Regions from separate parts of the Mus musculus genome. Here region 2 is linked to region 1. A link is a contact called in public HiChIP or PLAC-seq data. All regions are on one chromosome and are shown on one strand. Each heading gives the region's core, a stretch centred on a gene start, on an enhancer-like site or on the middle of the called end of the contact. The rest is flanking DNA. Distances are from core to core; before and after follow the strand shown.

What was found. HiChIP or PLAC-seq counts read pairs in DNA pulled down with a chosen protein or histone mark.
Region 2: an H3K27ac HiChIP or PLAC-seq map of embryonic stem cells shows a contact between it and region 1, with 4 times the contacts expected there. The contact joins two enhancer-like sites. A contact is called at or near these places in 2 of 484 Hi-C or Micro-C datasets (cortical neurons and embryonic stem cells), 2 of 115 datasets of contacts at active chromatin or transcription factors (both in embryonic stem cells) and 1 of 9 other capture datasets (embryonic stem cells).

The regions. Positions count from the first base shown.
Region 1 is chr11:63,212,232-63,217,457 of GRCm38.p6, reverse strand. No RefSeq gene overlaps it. Among named protein-coding and RNA genes, the nearest start is that of Gm29851, 35 kb to the left of the region's middle. Within about 2 kb of position 3,202, at least 13 of the 459 cell types and tissues checked have an H3K27ac peak or open chromatin away from gene starts, as enhancers often do. A contact at or near this core is called in embryonic stem cells, where this site is marked.
Region 2 is chr11:63,895,991-63,901,306 of GRCm38.p6, reverse strand. The region is part of intron 1 of Hs3st3b1 (heparan sulfate (glucosamine) 3-O-sulfotransferase 3B1); the gene reads left to right. Among named protein-coding and RNA genes, the nearest start is that of Hs3st3b1, 24 kb to the left of the region's middle. Within about 2 kb of position 2,511, at least 62 of the 459 cell types and tissues checked have an H3K27ac peak or open chromatin away from gene starts, as enhancers often do. A contact at or near this core is called in embryonic stem cells, where this site is marked.

The DNA of each region.
Region 1 (5,226 bases), core at 1,953-4,452:
AAACCTAAAAGTGTTCTTTACTGGGGGTACAGACAGAAGGAAGGGAAGTAGATGAGCACCCCCCCAAAAAAACTATGTGTCTCAAATATTATCTGTCACACTAATATTGCTTCCCTAAATCTCACAATAAGTTTGTGATAATGGCTGTAGGACAGGAATGTAAAATGTCCCAACAGGCTCATGTTCCATGGTTGGTCACCACGTGGTGGCGCTGCTCAGGGAGGCCATGAAAGCTTCAGAAGATGGGTCCAGCTAAAGGAGTAGAGCATTGAAGGTGGGACCCCGAAGGCTACTCCAGGTTGGCAATCTGTTCCACTTTGTTTTGCCTTCTGGGTACCATAATGTGAATTGCTCTGTCCCCAGTGACCTTCCCACCATGATCTGAAACTTCTGTGCCACACACCAGAATGAATCCTCCCTGCTTTAACTTATTTCCAACAGGTATCTGGTCACAGCAACACAAAATCTGACTAAGGCTAAATGGTAGCACATAAGCTGTACATAACGGACCCAAGACAGCCAGCCTACTAAGTAACCATGAAAACTTCAAGTTCAAAATTCCCACTTTCTTCAAGTCGTTTCTCGTTCTGGCATTATAGATGTGGGCAAATGGATAAAAACAACAAAGGAATAAGATGTGGCACACTTAGTGATTTGGTGGCACAAGCTTGCAATCCCACCCTGAGATGATACCCAAAGATGTCCCAGCTGGGGAGGAGATGGACACTGGGTCTCCTTTGGTGTCAAGAAAAGAACACTAGTTAGAAATCTGAATAGAAACTAAAAATCCAATTGCCAAACAGGGATGTGTAAAACAGAAGGCACCCTGGACTTGATGCTACGGGTCTTGAACCCACCACCTGTGAGATATTAAACCTGCAACAAAAGGAGAGACATTAGCAACAATACTCTTGAGCTAAGGTATTTTTTAATGGATTCCAAATGAGAACCCTTGTCTTCTTTATGGGACAATCTCTCCTGTTAATGCCGCAGATTTACTTGTTGGTGGAAGAAGAACTGTTGTCAGAATATGGTTCCCATTCTCAAGTCATCAGAAAACACATGGGAAGGATCCACAGACTTCCTGGACACACATGTGCACACACACAGACACACACGCATGCACACATGAAGAACTTTCCTAAGTAATTTGATGACATTTGGAATTCATCTCTTACATATTAAGCTCTCTGAAAAGTCCCTGTCTATAAAGAGAGGCTTTAAATATTAGTCTTTATTGTTGACAAAGGTCAAATACACCCTCTTGTGGTAAAATGGCGCATTTGAAATCCTGACAAAATTTTAATGCTTTGGGGGATGCTAGATTGAAGCATAAGTACTGGAAGAGAAACAATGACTTTATTTTGAAGTTTTTTTTTTTTTTTAAATACTGGATATATTTACCTTATGGCCTTCATAATCTCCAATTTGGGCATGAAAAGAGAGAGAGAGAGAGAGAGAGAGAGAGAGAGAGAGAGAGAGAGAGAGAGAGAGAGAGAGAGAGAGAATCTTCGAGTCTCTTGTTCACAGGAACCCAACAGTAACAGACAACAAGGTGACATGAAGAACATCCTGCCTTCCTATCAGCACACAGACCTCTCAGGAACTACACAGCTGATTTGGAGAAACCAAGAGAGCTAAAGCTGAAGAGAGAGAAGCTGATCCAATCATGTAACTCAGGAATGTGGCTGTTCTCCAGACACAGTGGCTCTGTCTGCATGCCATTATCCGACTCTCACCTTATGCAGAGAACTGGCTCAAGCGCCATAACCAACAGCTGATTACATATCCACACATGTGGTACTTAAAAGAGGAATGACCTTCAGTGGTCTCATCATAAGGGTCAGCATGTCCTTGTGCTCAGGGACCCCAGCCTCAGAATATCCGACAGTCTCAAAAGCCTTGCATGCATTCTAAAATTAGCTATCTGGCTGGGGTAGGGGTGGGGGGTCATCAGACTCAACTCAAGTGCAGTTGAACAGAGCACATTAACTTCCTGACAGCTTTGTTCAGAAACACTCAAAACAAATGACCTGCTGCCAGTATAAATGGATGCAGCAACTCTTTGCTCCTTACTGAGGTAAGCATTGGTGTGTTTGGACATGTTTGTCCCTCAAAGCTTGCATGATGGAAGGTTGGTTCCACTGTGGCAATGTTAAAAGGGAATAGGACCTATAAGAGATACAACTAATGGGACGTCCTTAGGTCATGGGGGCTTCTCTCAGAAGAGTTTCTATATTTCTCATGGGTCCCCTGAGTTCACCCTCAAGAGAGAAAACTGACAAAAAGCCTGAGCCTGACCCTGGGTGAAGTGGAATTTTCTGGTTTTGTTGGAGATTCAGTTGTGTCATGTGGTGTTTTTCTGGAAGCTGTCTGGTGAAAGGACATGTGATGTTTGCTGGAGCAGAGACTTAAGAGCACATGTGATGTTTAAAAAGTGTAAGTATAGCCAACAGACAGTGGATGATGCTCTGGCATGGGTTCACCTTGCTGGTCTTTATCAGGGTTCACCTTGCTGGTCTTTATTGGGGCTCACCTTGCTGGTCTTTATCGGGGTTCACCTTGCTGTCCTTTATCGGGGTTCACCTTGCTGCCCTTTATCGGGGTTCACCTTGCTGGTCTTTATCGGGGTTCACTTTGCTAGCCTTTATTGGGGTTCACCTTGCTGGTCTTCACTGATGACACCCTGGCATTGGTGCACCTTGCTTTCTTCTCTGGTCTCGGCTTGTCATGACTTCATAGAGAGATATACACCAATGAACTTCTGTTCATTAATTCTGTTGCTACTTCATAACTAATTCTGCTACTGTTAAGAATCATAATGTAAATATCTGTGTTTTCCGATGGTTTTAGGGACCCCCTGTGAAAGGGTCATTGATTTCCCCAGGGGTCCTGACCTACATGTTGTGAACCTGAGTGCTGCACTAACCTAAGGCTCACTGCAGAGCCAGCGCTTCCCTGGCTCTCATTAACTCACTGGGTAGAAATTTCTGAGAGTCCACAATTAATAAAGATGCCTCATGCAGTCAGACCTCTGTGCTGATCGAACGGTGTGCTGATCAAACTCATGCGCAAGTGAAATCAGCAGCTTGGGCAAGAGGCTTTGAGGGCGGGATTTCCTCACCCAGTGACCTCACCCAGCAGGGATATCCTCTGAGGCAGATGCCTTGGAGCAACATTTAAATGTTCGACTCTCCCTCCCACCCCCACCCCACCCCTACACACACTGGCCTCTTCCTGCCCGCACAACCGCCTCTGGAGCAGTTAACTCTCACTGGATGATGCTGTATTCCTCAGTCTGCACCTCCCACTTAAACACAAAGTCCGCGAGGTGCTTTGTTATGGAGGCATCCCTGGAGCCTGGCAGGTTGTCATCAGTCGGAAGAGCGGAATGCTTGAAGGAAGGCGCACACTTCCGGAACTCCGCCCATCGCCAGCACTCACTGAGCACGCTGATACTGTCTCTTTTCCTACTCCTGGGCCATTCAAGGACTTGGAGCTATGGACATATACCATGACATATACCACGATGAAGAACTGAATCGAACGTCCTCTCAAGAGTAGGTTCTCATGGATGAATATCCACTGGCAAGCTAGGTCTTCCCTGAAGGTCTAACTTTCTGAGAGCCTAGTGTGAATTGACTTGAGAAGGAAAAAAAAAATGTTTTTTGGTTGTTGTTTTTTTTTTTAATTAAAAAATTAACGTATATTTATTCTCAATTCTGAACTTTCTTTTCCCTTCCTAGCAGGCCAGATGCATACCTCACATGTAAACTGCATAAATAAGCCGTTGGTTAGTCAGCTGTGGTGGAATTTTCTAGCTGGCTGGTCCCTGATACTGTGGTCTCCCTAACTTACCCAGAGTGCCTAGGTGGCCGTGGGCTGCCGGACAAGTGGATCCCAGACTCTTCCTGGTCTTTTGTTCCAATGGAGCTGCCTGCAGCTGTCCGCTTTTTGGGGGACCTTCTCTCATCTCTTAACATCGCTCTATTGCTTGTCTCTTTCATGTTATAAGCAGAGATAGGCTTGTTCAAGTATCTAGGAGCTTGCAAATTTAAAAACAAAAACAAACAATCAAACAAACAAAACCATCAGATTGACCATGAGCTAGCTGTGCAGAGCAGAAATATTTCATTTCCTAGAAAGCCTTTCCACTCAGCCCGCCACAGCTAACCTGCCCTGGACATTGCGTGGCTGTACCCGCCGCCCAGTGGACAGACTGGGTACTGCATTTGCAGAATGCAACTCTTTGTCAAGGAGTAAAGATCTGCTTCAGGCTGGATTCTTTTTCTTACCTGTACACCGCACCACTCTCCTGGAGAGGTACTGACCAAGTAAGGAAGAAGCTTGCAGAGGAAGAGAATAGGGGAATCTCTGTAAAAATCATCGCTGTTCTAATTTTTTCTTGAAATTATGGAGGGGGAAGATCTTTTAAAATGGACAATTGTGAACAATTTGCACAATGTTTGTGCAAAATGCAAACTGGAACCCCAACTTACCCCAGGTCCCATGCTTGGAGCTCTCTTTCTGACTCTCTAATCTCCACACATGTCACCATTCCCCTGACCTGGATTTTTACAGCACAATCTACCCTCCCAAGACTCGGGTGGATTAACAAACAAAAACCTTTTCCGTCTGAGATGGGGCCTTGTTTTGTAACCCAGGTTGGACTTGAACTCATTATGTAGTGTGGATGAGCTCATTATGTAGTTGTAGAACTCCCAAGCTGGTTTGGAATTCATGGTTCCCCTGCCTCAACCTCCTACATTGAATCCTCCTTTAGAGGCTGCTGTGGCTCAGAGTCTCTGAGGTACACAGGGGTGCACACAGTTCCCACGACCCACAGTGGTCTACAGTGGCTGAGGCTTCTTCTCAAAGCAAACTATATCTTACACGAATACCTTGACCCCTTTAGATGTGCTGAGCTGTGGGATGGAGGCTGTGGTCAAGGTAGAACATCTCTGAATGGAACAGAACAGAACCTATCTGACCAACACACACACACTCACACATTACTATCATGACTTGGAATGGGCTTTGTTTAGTGAGTTATAACAAGAGCTGACCAGTCAGGGGACTTCTTCAGAAATGGCTGGAAAATAAGACCATATGCCAGTTCAAGTCTATCATCATCACCACCATTATCATCACTATCATCATTACCACCACCACCACCATCATCATCACCACCCATCATCAATGTATCAACTATTCACATTTCCTGGT
Region 2 (5,316 bases), core at 1,262-3,761, 680 kb before region 1:
TCAGTCATATATGCAGGCAAAATACCCAGATTAATACAATAAGAAAGAAATAAAAAAAACCAAACAAACCTATATAGGTTTAAAAAGAAGTTGCCGGGCTAGTTTTCAGTGAGACTTGTGCAAGGCAAATGGCTAATCTCTTGTCATTCTTAGTCCCCTTGGTAACTGTGTAACCATACTTGATTTCCTTGTTGTGTCTACTTTTGTTCCCTTGGAGTGGGAAGGGTGAGGAGGCTTTCTTAGAACACAAAGGATGCTGGAGATTTTTATCTGAGGATTCACCAGTCAGGCAACACCACCTGAAAAGTTTCCATAGGCTACAGTAACCGCGACGGAACATAGTCAGATCCTGTGCGATATTTACCGATTGCTTCGGCCACCAATGAAATATACCAGGCCAAATGGAGTCTGTAGAGATCTGTTGCTTATTCGTGGCTGACTATAACTATGAAAAAGTGAGCCTAGACAGTATGGGGAGCCCTTTTCTCCTGCTGAAGGCTGACCCTGGAAGCTTCTAATCAATAACAAAAGTGGTCCCCACACCCACCCAGGGGGAGCTGTGCTGGGGTTTCCAACTGCTGTTAAGCTAAGGGTTACCACCCCCTCCTCCATCAGCTTTAAGCCATCCAGGAAACACACTGAGAGAAGATGGGCAAAATGAGGGACAGCAGCTGGTCCTTGGTCCTTGTCAGCAGTGCTTCCAAGTTCACAGCTCCTGAGTTGCTGTGTTAGAAGTACTTCTTTAATTTTTAAAAATATTTTTGGGTCCTTTAAAATCTGTGACAAGAGGATTGGACTGCATCCTCCTTATCCTTGAACCTGCCTTCCTTGGAGAGTGTCAGTGGATAAACAGAAAGGGGCAGGTGAGGGAGGGTTACTCGCTGAGCAGAGGAGGGCGGGGCAGGGTGCTGGATTATCCATTCTCTCCTATTTAATTCCGGGGGGGGGGGCGGGGAGCGGCAAGGGCTGGGGGGTGGGTGTGGGGGGAAGGCAGTGCACTGATGGCTTGGATCATGATTTTTCACCAGCCTCTGGAGGACCTGTCTCCATGCTCTTGTCTGCTGCCTCATCCTGGGTCCTGTCTCAGTTATCTTTGTGCCCTTGGTGGGCCGCAGAAGAGAGTGTATGCAGTGAGAGGGGATGCAGGGAATCAGGACTCTTAAACAAGACATTGAACTTGAGAACTGAACCTGTGCAGTGTCTGCTCCCTCACCCCGGAGCTAGGAATCAGCAGAAGGAATGAGAGCAGACAGACCAACCTCTCCCATCCTTGAAAGACTTCTGTTGCTTTTCAAAGCTCATTCACTTTCAAACTATGTTGGAGGAGGAGGAGGAGGAGGAGGAGGAGGAGGAGGAGGAGGAGGAGGAGGAGGGAAAGGAGAAAGGAAGGAAGTAAGTTAAGTAAATGGAAGGACAAACATTTCTGTTTCACAGAAGTGAAAAAAAAAATATCCCGCAAGATCTGGACCACTTCTCTTTGTACTTCAACCAAACAGCTTACAGTCAGGTGCCTAGGTTAAGGCATATTTGACACTGGACTCGCCCTGATTACGTATCCTGAGGTCTGTGCTCTGCCCCTGAGGAGCATCTTGTAAGTGTTCACCATCAAGTGCGGATGGTTCCTACTTATCTTCCAGTGGCTCTGTCCAACTTAATGCTGGCTACAGGGGAAGGTAATTGTAAGGGTTGCTTTACACAACCTGTAAGCTGATCTGTTAACTCTATTAAAAAGTTAGTGTATTGTTGTTGTTGTTGTTGTTGCTTATGTGTAGGTGCCCGCATGTTCCTGCTTGTGTTGTTGTGAGGACAACTTCTGGGACTCAGTTCTCTCCTTCTACCTTCCGCTCTGGGAACCAAACTCAGGTCATGGAGTTTGGGAGCAAATGCTTTCACCTTCTGAGTGGTTTCACTGGTTCAAATGCATTTATTTGTATTCATTGGAAAAACTGAGTCCAAGGCTTGGTATGGTTGGTTCAAGGTCCCAGTCTGATGCAAGGCAGGATGGGAACAGAAGTCCAGGCTTTCTTAGGCTAGTGGGCCACTGTGTAGAGAATGGCTTTTTGACCCTCCCTGAATTTTTGGAGACAGATGGGGTGGGGTCTTACTCGTCATTTTCCATTGGCTCTTGAGTGAGTCTGTATACACACACACACACACACACACACACACACACACACACACACAGAGTAAACTGCCTAAGCCTGGATCCAGTATGAAGGTGAAGGCACAGGGCTGGATCTGCACTCCTGACTCTTGGGACCAATCATCTTGTGGTGGGACTCTACAAGTAGGATTCTGGACCATTCAGTTCTTTCTGGAACTCCAGCTGCCCTCCCCACTGTCTGGGCCTCCTTTTTTGCTTTTGCTTCTGCTTTCTACAAAGTCTGCCTGCCAGAAAAACTTCTGCCTTTCTAATGATTTTAAGGTTTCTTTTCTTTTCCAGGAACCGGGGGCACAGATCCCTCAAATTTCGCAAGATTTGTCCTTCTCAGGCCTCGGTGAGGCGCAGTAAACAGAAGCAGGGAGCTTGGAGCTGGAACACAAAAGCCCATTAGCTTTTCACTCCCCCCACCCCCCAAGGCCCAGCCCCTTCCCGGAACAGGAACCACCCCCTTTGTGAGCCGGGCCTAAGACCCAGGCAAAGGCCTGGAGGAGAGGGGGCTCCAGCTGCCTGGGCAGTGAGATGCTCATTCGCTCCCCACCTCCCAGCATTGAAAAGCTTTTATTTTCAGAGCAGCATTGAAACTCCAGGACAATGGAGGCCAAATCCTTGGGCAGCGGTTGGGGCCAGGACGGGGGAGGCAGCCTTTGTCATGTCTCTTCTTTCCAACCCATTACCTTAAAAAAGAAAAAGAAAGAAAGAAAGAATGAAAAGAGAAAGGACCGAAAGGACCCATGAACTCTTTAAGAATCGTGACATCACTTCCGCCAGACCTGAAATCTAGACTATTTACAGTTTCATTTGAAATTAGTTTAAACTCTCCCAAAGGAGTGCTTTGATATGCAAACATCTCCCCAAAGGGAGACAGTTACTTATGGAGATGTGGCCCTTTGAAGGGGCTCAGTGTTGGTGGGCTCCAGGCCTCTGAGGAAGTGAGAAGACCCAGATGAAGGCCCACACTGACAACTGATAGCATGGTCCTCCTCTACCAAATGGAGTCCCCTGGGAAGAAGGAGGAGTGTGCCATAAAGGAGAAGCTATCTCGGTTGATCTTGGTTCCGCTTACACTTCTCGCTCTCTAGCCTGCAGTCCCAGCTCACACAGGCTAACTCCCATCCCCGCTTCTTTTCCCAGTCCCGGCTGCGAACTGTCTTCCTACAGAACGGGACAAGGGAGGAACTGCTGTTCCCTCACTCCTGACTCACTGTGACTTACCGCATCACCAGGTGCAAACACAGCAGAGAAGTTGGGGTTGCCAGGCAGGCTTTCAGTGGGTTTTAGCGCGCATGCCTGCTACTGCTCTGCACAGCCTGTGATGAGGACTCTACTGCCTTAGTGCACTGTGTCTGCCTGGAGCTCCAGTTGCCTGCTGCTGCCCCAACACTCCTGCTTGGTTGGCAGCTGCTAGGGCTTTCGGTAGCTTACCCCAGTAGAGGGAAGTTAAGTTACAGGGGCTGTGCCTGCCTTTGTCACTGACCTGCTACAGGCCTAAAGGCAATAAGGGCCCAGGGACCATGATACAAAACCTCTGGGATAATGAGCCAAACGACCCTTTCTTCCCTGGAAGTGGTTTCTCTCAGGTAATTCGTCACAGCAATGGAAAGCTGGCTAGGATTTCCCATACCCCACTGTTAGTGTCCTAGGAAGGGCTTTCTGCCCTGGGACACATCCCACATACTCATCCCCCCCCTCCCGAGATCGCAGTACATTTTCAACTCCACTACTAGTGTTTATGAGTTTACCAAATGCTCAAAAAAAAAAAAAAAAAAAGACACTTGGTTTACTTTCCCACATTGGATGGCAGCTTCCTCATTGCTGAGACCTGCCCCTGACTGTACAGATTCCAGGGAGCTGTTTTTTTTTTCTTTGGAAGGGATGTGGAACACAGTCTTCCTAGAAACCTTGGTTCTTCTGCCCTGTGACTGAATTGTCAGAGGCTTCTGGGAAATGCTACAGCTGGTGGGTCATCACAGTTTCCTGGCCTGGGCCTTGAGGTTTTGGTCAGTATTGTGGAACCGAAGGGGCAGAACCATTTAGCTCCTTCCTCAGGCTAACTTAACAGATGTGGAATCCAAGGCCTGAGAATTTGGGAATATAGCCAAGGGGTCATGCCGATTGGAAGTGAAGAGACTCACATCACAACTTTATTTCAATGCTTCAGAAACGATACCAATTTAACGAAATCTCTAAGTATTGAGTGACTGTTTTCTCATTTTACCCGTATTTTCCCTGGAATGGCATCAAAACAAGGACTTGTCAGCCTTTGGCCCTGTATTAGGGGAGGTGCCAAGCCTTGGTGGCCAAGGGCAACAGAGGGAGCTTGGGTGCGTCAGGGCTGTTCTGTCCTGATTGTAATGGTGGTGCTTAGACTGTGCACCTGCCACTGGGCTTAGTCCTGGGCATGAATGTAAGTTTTTTGTTGTTGTTTTGTTTTGTTTTTTCGAGACAGGGTTTCTCTGTATAGCCCTGGCTGTCCTGGAACTCACTTTGTAGACCAGGCTGGCCTCGAACTCAGAAATCCGCCTGCCTCTGCCTCCCAAGAGCTGGGATTAAAGGCGTGCACCACCATGCCTGGCATGAATGTAAGTTTAAAGTGTAAAACTTTTAAAAGAAGAAAAAGTTCCCTTTGGCATTCAGAAAACTTGGAGTATTTCCATGACTTGGTAGGAAGTGATCATCTATGGAAGAGGAAGAGGGCTTCATAGCCCCTGATTGCTCAGCTCCTCTCTGCAGACTGAAGACCAGACCTCCCCGCACCAGCCTTGTCTCTCTCTGAATGTCATTAACGCCGCACATCAGCTGTTTTGTGTGACAGTTGCTGTGCTGAGCTACAGCGAGGGGGTTACACACCCATTTTAATAATCTTCCTTTTCGCCGCATTGTTATCCCATTCAAATAGTAAATTCAGTTGCTGGATGGTCAGACTCTGGGTGTTGCTAAAGGGGGTGGGATGAGAACAAAGAAAGAAAAGCAGGGCAGTGTTTAGAACCAGGGAAATCGGAGGCTGTGTGGAACTCCTCTGGTCCATTCCTCATTTTTCATTCCCCCAGGCTTCAGTTTTTAACCACCCACTCCCAACAGAGTTTAGGAGTTCTACTAGGGCTGGGGATATTGCTAGTGAACTGGGAACCTCTTTCCCAGGAAACGTAGCAGCA